2 separate regions of the Mus musculus genome follow, and region 2 is linked to region 1. The links are chromatin contacts, called in public Hi-C maps. All regions are on one chromosome and are shown on one strand. Each heading gives the region's core, a stretch centred on a gene start, on an enhancer-like site or on the middle of the called end of the contact. The rest is flanking DNA. Distances are from core to core; before and after follow the strand shown.

Region 1 (4,110 bases), core at 434-2,933:
AAAAGAAAAGAAAAGAAAAAAAAAAAAAAGCCCAAGGCTGGAAACATTTTGTTTCCTACAAAAAGAATACATTTTGCAGCCAGCTCTGTGGTGGAAAGCGTTTTTTTTTCCTGTGGTCTAAGGGATGGGCTGGATCCCATCTCTCCTTGGCTAGTGACTGAGAACTCAGCCTGTGGCTTCCCAGCAAGTCTGTGCAAAGCACGCAGTTTTTCAAAGGAGTGTTTAATGGTGTTGGGTACGTGCACGGGTGGACAGATTAGTCTGTTTGGGTGTCTAAGAGCATCTTCACGAGCCTCTGGATGTCTCGGGGCAGAGAGAACCAGGGAGTGGTTTTCCACATGCCGGACGCACCAGCATAGCCTTTAAGTTTTCACCACTTGGTGACGGGCAGACACTCAGAGACCGACAGAATGAGAGGAGAGAGATACACGAACCTTGTATGGATTTGCAAGTAATCAGAATGCTAGGGACTGTGGAATTTTGACCTGTCGCATTTCTTTCTGTTTTCAAATGCTCAGATCCAAAACATGGCATAGGTTTTTTTATTAGATGGCAGGGTGGTCACAAAGTGGGAATTCTGAGGAATCAGTCTCCACTGTGGCCAAATTTAGGGTTCGGTACAGTAATTTCTGCCAAAATTTTAGATAAATCACTTTGTAAAGATAGATTACATTTCCATGTCAAAAAAAATTTTTTTACTTAAAATTGATTTTTAAGTTCTGTGCTTCTAAAAACAAATGTGCTTTTAATGGGATGGAGTTTGAGCATCCTAGAAATCCACAGATATTCATAATTTACCCTTTATTGATAATTTTATGATCTGATTGAGACTTTGCAGTATGTGGTCTTTCATAGAACTTTTCAGCGCTGACCCTATGGCCTAGCCTTAGAGATTCTGTACCCAACATTCTTGTCAACCACCACCAAAAAAAGTACAGTCCTCTGGCTCCCATTGCCTCTGGCTCCCATTGCCTCTGGCTCTTAAGCAGAATTCCAGCTCAGTGCTTGACACAGACTACATGTCCAATAAACATTGGTTGGCTTAGATGAAATAAACTTCTCCAGAGTTGACAAGCTGCTATCTGTAACTTCAGAATTCCAAGTAGAGACACATTTGGAGTACAAAACATCTCGCTTTTTAGAAGGGACAGTTGTAGCCACCGAGTCTGGGGTAACCATTTGAAGAAACAAGTATCACTGATAGATAGAGCTGTGAACCCCTCTGCTATACTCTGAGGTAGAAAACACATTTGAACCATAGGACGATTTCCCTTTAGAGACAAATTGAGATAGACCCATGCCTCTCGTGGGACCCTGGCATAGGATCCAAGTATGTGCACTTGGACATAGAAACTGGCCCATCCAAGTCAGGCTCATAGGAAAGACTGACCACAAAGAAATCAGACCACAGCTAACCAGTGGGGAAAACTGGCATTTTTTCCCATTTTATCACACAAGGCAATAGGCCCGTTCTCACAGTAAGGGGTAGGGTAACTTGGGAGGATAGTGGTAGTGGTTTTAGTACACTGGCTTACAGATGGGGTTGGTATTTCTATCTTTACTCTTGACAATGAGACAACAGCCCAAATAATAGATCCCTTGGTATATCAGAATGCCAGGGCTAACTGGGCTGGTAGAGCTTTGTGGCTTTGGCTCTTGGCTGACAGGCGTATCCATGCATTAGGGCCATGGCTTGGCAGTAGACAAAGCAGCTGTGTGGGTCCTGGGAGAGCTCTCTGGCTCTGTGGGTTTCTTTGATACGCAATTGAACTTTGGCTAATTTCTCTTCTCATGGCTGTTTATGAAGTCCAGAGCTGGGCAAAGAACTCCTTCTGGAGCTCAGAGGCATAGCAAAGGCGGGCAATGGTGTGTTCCCACTGGCATACTCTACTTGTAGCCTCAGAGGATGGTCCACAAGGCCTACCACAAAGGGACAAGTTGGGGCCAGAGACTACAGAGTTCTCTTTTCAGTAACATACTGCTCTACCTAGAAGACTGGGTAGATAGATCCCTTTAAAATTCCCCTCCTTCAGAGGGAATGGATCTCTCATTTGGAAAAGATCAATAAGCTGATTAAATTAGTGTTCTCTAGTGCCATAATGCTTAACAACAATAGCTAATGGGTACTGAGTATTTAGACATTTGTGAGGTACTACAGTGACGTAGATAACCCATCTAACCTAACCACCACACCTTGTAAGGTAAGTACCGTCACCCCCACCTCCCTGTCTCATACATAAAGAATTTCAGTGGCAGAATTGTTAGTGATTGTGGTTCTTATCACTCCCCAACTTTAGGCTCAAATTCTATAAATATGTCTAAATAAATGAAGTTAGCCTTCTTAATTACCCACTTTAAGTTATAATGGGCTGTCTTAGTTAGGATTAAATTGCTGTGAAGAGACACTATGACCAAGGCAACTCTTATAAAGGACAACATTCAAGGCAGGCAGTGAGCATGCAGGCAGAGATAATACCAGAGGAGCTGAGAGTTCTACATCTTGTTCCAAAGGCAGTTAGTTAGGAGGAAGGTCTCAAAGCCCACCCCCACAGTGACACACTTCCTCCAACAAGGCCATACCTCCTAATAGTGCCACTCCCTGGGCCAAACATATTCAAGCCACCATACGGGCCTAGGCCATTTTCAGACAATATCAAATACACCTGAAATTGTGACATCCCTTGACTCATAGACAAGGGTAGAGAAGGTGCTTGGCTTCTCTGAAACTGGGATCATCCGTTCTATCAAGTGCATAGAGCAGACAGAGACAGATGCCATGTTAGACTGGGGAGTAACCTGTGGGCCACGACCCCCTTGGCAAACCTGTCTCCAAAAAACTTACATTATGATTCATAGCAGTAGCAAAATTACAGTTATGAAGTAGCAACAAAAATAATTTTATGGTGTGGTGGGGAGGGTCACCATAGCATGTATGTATTTAAGGGTTGCAGCATTAGGGAGGTTGAGAACCACCAGGCTAGAGAATTGGAGAGAAGGATGGTGCCCAAGTGTAGAAACTCTAGAGCATCTGGCATCAGAATCAGAGAGCACTGCAACTTTCTTCCCCGTCATTTCTACTCTAACCTTTGTGCTTTCCATTGCTGTCCCCAAGAAACAGTGGCTTCAACAATAACATCTGCCAATTTTGCCTCAGACAGGGAGGGTTTGTGGGAGCATCACCCCTATAATATACTATGAGATGGTTTTTCTCAATAGCACTGGCAAGTGTGCACCATGGCCCTCGGCTTACAGATGGGGAACTAGGCTTGGAAATGAAGACGTGTCCTAAAGCACAAGCAACGTATAAATGGTAGAAAGGGAGGCAGACCTCCCCCCGCCCCCAGGGACGAGCACCTGGCCTTTGTCTTGCCCTTGACCTCTCTCACCCTTTCTTTTAATGCTTGTACCGCAGTTCTCCTGTAAGCAAACACCCTTCTTTAATCTTCAACCTGTGTGTCCAGGCAGGGCTGCTTGAACCACTAGCTCCACGTCCAACCAGCCGAAGGATCATATTCCCTTTCTACGGAGATTGGTTTGCAGTAATTGGTGAGCGCAGACTAAGCCAATTAAAGTAAACCCAAGACTTAGCTGGAACAAGGATGGCTAAGCTGGTAGAATGCGGGCAGGGAGCTCCTGGGGGCCATCTTTGCCATGGTGTGGAAGGAAGCCACCTTAAGAGAGACAAAGAAGCCGATCCATAAAGAAAGGAGAGATACGGAGAGACTGCTCCCTGGAGAGACGAGTTGTGCACATCCTCCCTGACCCCGACCCCTGCACTGGATCTGAAAATGTTATCATTGAACTGTGGATCCTGTCCTCCCACTGGGCAAAGACAGGCTCTGATTCTCCAGGTCTGTCTTTTTCTAGACTGGGCCGTTTCTTCACTCTCCCCTCCTTGTGCATTTGTTCTTCCGGCCTCTCTGTTGACCTTTTCTCTGCTCCCCAACCACAGTACCGAAGGGAAAAGCCAGAAACCTAACTCAGGCAGCCGTGTTGGCTCTCAGAAAAGGTTCAGATGAAGAGTGAATTAAACACACTGACTTAGGCTGAAGAGAAGGCCTGTCGTGCTCTTGCCGAGGGTCCAGTTCCCATTTAGGCAAAACTCGTACA
Region 2 (4,110 bases), core at 827-3,326, 160 kb after region 1:
ACTGAAACTCCCACTACTGCTGGCCGCATCTCCACAGACACCATGGAGAACTGCAGGAAACCAAATCAAACATCTCTCAGACTCATGTCTCTTCTTGAGACTGCTTGACCACACTAGCTCTCCAGCCTCCCCACTGGCAAGGCTGAAATCTGCCCCTTGAAGTTAGTATTAGCTTCCACAAACCCAAGCAATCTAATTCGGAATATATACACATATATGTATATATACATATACATTATATAATATATGCATATAATATATGTACATGTACACATATGTATACATACATATATGTATACATATACATGTGTGCTTATATATTGTATATGTATATTTTTATATGTGTATATGCATATATGTATATATACCTTCATATTCTAATGTTATCTAAATTAAAGCCCTCAGTCTTTTCTCTCCCAGACTTTTCTCTCGGCCTCTGAGTTTTTTCTCTTACGGTCTATTTATCTGTGGACACAGGGTCCTTCGCAGCAACCCATCTTCCCTTTAGAAACTAAGGAGGACTCCATAGTGTATGTGGTTCCCTAGCCAGGGTCAGGGCCTTGCCTTGCTGCCAGCCTGATTCTTGCCACCTGTTGCCTGCAGCCGTTGGCTCAGGACCTGAGTCTAGACTCTAGCCACCTACTCCCCACTTACAGAGCTAGCCAAGCCCTCACATACACAGTTTTCTGCTCACCCATTTTGTCTGCCATTTTGACACCTCTCTTCCTTGTTTGCTACATTGTATTTCCCAGTCTTGCTCAAAGCCTTGCTCTTCCAAGAAACCTGCAGACCTCCAAAAGAACAGCTCCCCTCCTTCATCCCCAAGGAGAGCAACATCTGAGCCGGCCTCATCTCCCTGCGTGCACAGCCCTGGCTGACCAGAGAACCGTTCTTAATGTCATATGTATACCATACATATTTAACTAAAGCCAGTTGCGTTTGAATTGGATCTTGTTCTCAGATTTAGCCAAAGTTCTCCGTTGCCAAAACTGAGGACAGAGTCAGGGAGTAAGATAGCCCCAGGCTTCTAATCCCTGATTCAGTACCCAGAAAATTAAGGAATCCCTGACTCAGTGGCCCAAAGTCTTGCATGTGCCCTCTGTAGGTATACTGACGTCACTTAGGACCGTCCTCCTACCAACTGGGTGGACTGGAGTCAGAACAGAGAGACCTTGGACATGCAGCTGGGGCTCAGTCTCTTTCCCAGTTACCTCTGAGAACGTGTCATTCTGTTCTCGGAACCTCTAGGGCGATTGCTTACATCTGACTTTCAGCATCGGAGGCTACTGTCTTACAGGCTCTGTGGTGGATAACCTCTTTCCTGTTCTCTAGGCCTTCCTCTGCCCCTCCAAGTCTTGCTGCTCCCTCTACATTCCGTCCCCTCTAGCTGGGTCTCCTGCAGACAAAGTTTCTCCTATTGGCACAATCTTCAATGGAGAGAATCTCTGGAGCTTACAGAACTGTGTAACTCCTGGAGAGACTGTGGGGCAGGGCGGGGAGTGAGACAGAGACGGAGGCCACATCAGTCCATGGCTTTAGCAAAAGGGAAGGGGATACAGCCTGACTGTGACAGTCGGCACTGTAGTCTCACATACAAATTTGAAAAAAAGCTAAATTTTGTCACTGGAGGGAGGGGTCCACGTGTCCTCATGCCTTGGTGATGCACAGTGCAGCTCACTCTCAGCCTCCCGCCATCAGATTTGACATAGGACATCCCAGGGCCCCCTGGACCCCACCTCTGTTTCTTAGTCTCCCTGATTCCAGTCTAGCTCTACTCTTATCCCAAATCCAATGCACTATGTTCTTTTTGAGGAGGAAGAAGTTGGTATATTCACATCCACAAAAGCCAGAAGGATCTGTATGAGGCTCAGACCCTGTCACGAATGCCAAAGAACAGGCCAAATAAATAAAAAGATCATGGCAGTCGAGGCCGCAGGAACTGCTGTGAGTGGCTGACCTACACGTTTTGAAAAAAAGTCTTCATGATGCTCTGTGCAACTTGGAACAGAAAGCAGCCGAAGCTGTCAGGGAGCCGGTGTTCTCCGTCAAGGGTGAGCTGGAGCAGGCTGACCCGGGAACGGGCAGTCACAGCTGAGTGCATCGGCTTGCGTGGGAAGGCCAGCTGGCTCAATGGGGCCCAGGAGACAGTCTGACGAGGGAAGAATTCCTGTGTTTGGAATTGGGCTTGAAAAGTCCCCTGTTTGTAGCACTCGACTCACAGAAGAGCAGAAAGAATTTCCAGCTGTCATCAGGGCACAGAAAGTCTTCCTGACTCTGTCTGGGGCGCTCTCTCTCTCTCTCTCTCTCTCTCTCTCTCTCTCTCTCTGTGTGTGTGTGTGTGTGTGTGTGTGTGTGTGTGTGTGTGTGTGTGTGTGTTTGAGACTCTCCTATCCCTCCTCCTGGCCTGGTTAACATATCAAGTTCCTGGAGGGGTCAGCTCCAGGGCCACATGACTCCTTGCTGTCAAGAAAAGCAAGCAGGCCAGGCCTGGCAGCACAGGTCTCTAGACCTGCTCAAGAGACTGAGGCAGGACAATCTCAAGTTCAAAGCTAGCCTGGACAATTTAGCAGAAGTGAAAAGGGGGTGGGGGAAAGTACACATATATTCACATGCGTATGCTTCAATAGTATGATAGTACTATATAATATACATAGTGCATGTGATATAATATGTATTATAGAGTCCTGTGGTAGAGCACTTACTTGCCTAGGGGATATGTGACCCTTTGATTGCAGTTGTGGAGAGAGAGGGAGAAAAGCACCGATGTCATGTGGCTCCTCTTATAAGAGGTATGTATCTTAATTAAATTCATAAATAGGAAGTATAATTGTGGCTGCTACGTGTTGGGAGAAAATCATCGGTTTGTGGGAACAGAGTTTCATGTTTTTCAAGATGAAAAAGTTTTGGAGACAGATGGTGGTGTTGGTTACAAATAGGTGTGAATGTACTTAAGGCCACAGAATTGCATGTTTTAAATTGGCTGGAATACAGGCCAAGGAGATGGCTCATTTGGTAAAGCACTGCTAATGTAAGCGTGAAGACCTGAGATCAGACCCCCAAAACTCAAGTTAAAAAAGTCAGGCTCAGTGGCTTGTGCTTGTAATATCAGCTCCTAGAAGAGAGAAGCAGGGAAATCCCTAGGGCTCCCTAGCCTAGGCTACCGATGAGTTCCACACCAGTAAGACTTCTCAAGCAGGGCGATGGCTCCTGAGAAACAGCACCCAAGGTTGTTCCCTGTCCACATACATGCATTCATCATACATACATGGATACATCATACACATACACGCAATACATACGTCATACACATACATACATAATACATACATGTATCATTCATATACCATATATACATATGTGCACACACACAGCCCCAAATCATCTATTTTAAGTTATTTATATTTTACCAAAATTGGGCTGGGGTGAGGGGAAGCTGAGATAGAAAGAAGAAGAAAAGGAAGAGGTAAAAAAAAAAAAAGAAGGGAGGAAAGAAGGAAGGGAAGGAGGAAAGAAGGAAGGGCAGGAGGACCAGGGAACTCAGTTCTGATCACAGCACAGCTGGCAAAAGGCAGTCATGTGACTCAGACCCTGACTCCAAAGAGAGGAATGTCCACACATCCCTGCTGGAGAAAATGGATTCGCAGACAGCATGATAAAAGTGGGGAGCACATGAGGCCAAGCCACGTAACCCCTGGATCCTCCCCATGACTAATAACTGAGGTAATTGTGTACAACACAGACTAATCGAAGCCTTTCATTGGAAGTTACTCATTAAAAGCCTATGGCCCTTCGTAATGTCCTTGTAGGCTGTGGGTAAGAGGCCATCTCTCCATAACCTGTTCAAACACACAACTTAGTTGTTCTAAGCGAGACTCTATTTTGGGGACCTGAGCCTTAGAGACTGTCATTGTACGGCCAGATCAAGATCAATCGAGTCTGGAAATGCTTTCTGGAAGTTGCAAAGCACTTTTCCATCATCCTTTATCCTTTTAACCGAGCCTGGTTATGGAGCAAGTTAGCAATAGACAGTAAAGAAATAATACCATAGGAAAATAACCATGGCTGCTAAAACACAAAGCTCAAGTCTCCGCCACGGGTCGTGGAGGAAGC

The links. Hi-C and Micro-C count contacts between places; a contact is called where the count stands out from the background.
Region 2: a Hi-C map of muscle stem cells shows a contact between it and region 1, with 1.8 times the contacts expected there. The contact joins two enhancer-like sites. A contact is called at or near these places in 2 of 484 Hi-C or Micro-C datasets (embryonic fibroblasts and muscle stem cells), 1 of 115 datasets of contacts at active chromatin or transcription factors (cardiomyocytes) and 2 of 9 other capture datasets (embryonic stem cells and embryonic trunk).

Annotation. Positions count from the first base shown.
Region 1 is chr12:79,784,213-79,788,322 of GRCm38.p6, forward strand. The region is part of intron 9 of Rad51b (RAD51 paralog B); the gene reads left to right. Among named protein-coding and RNA genes, the nearest start is that of Gm36048, 13 kb to the right of the region's middle. Within about 2 kb of position 1,684, at least 8 of the 459 cell types and tissues checked have an H3K27ac peak or open chromatin away from gene starts, as enhancers often do. A contact at or near this core is called in muscle stem cells, where this site is marked.
Region 2 is chr12:79,947,180-79,951,289 of GRCm38.p6, forward strand. 4933435C09Rik (a long non-coding RNA gene) reads left to right here. Exons shown (of 3, transcript XR_381736.3): 3 at 1,813-2,312. Among named protein-coding and RNA genes, the nearest start is that of 4933435C09Rik, 13 kb to the left of the region's middle. Within about 2 kb of position 2,077, at least 74 of the 459 cell types and tissues checked have an H3K27ac peak or open chromatin away from gene starts, as enhancers often do. A contact at or near this core is called in muscle stem cells, where this site is marked.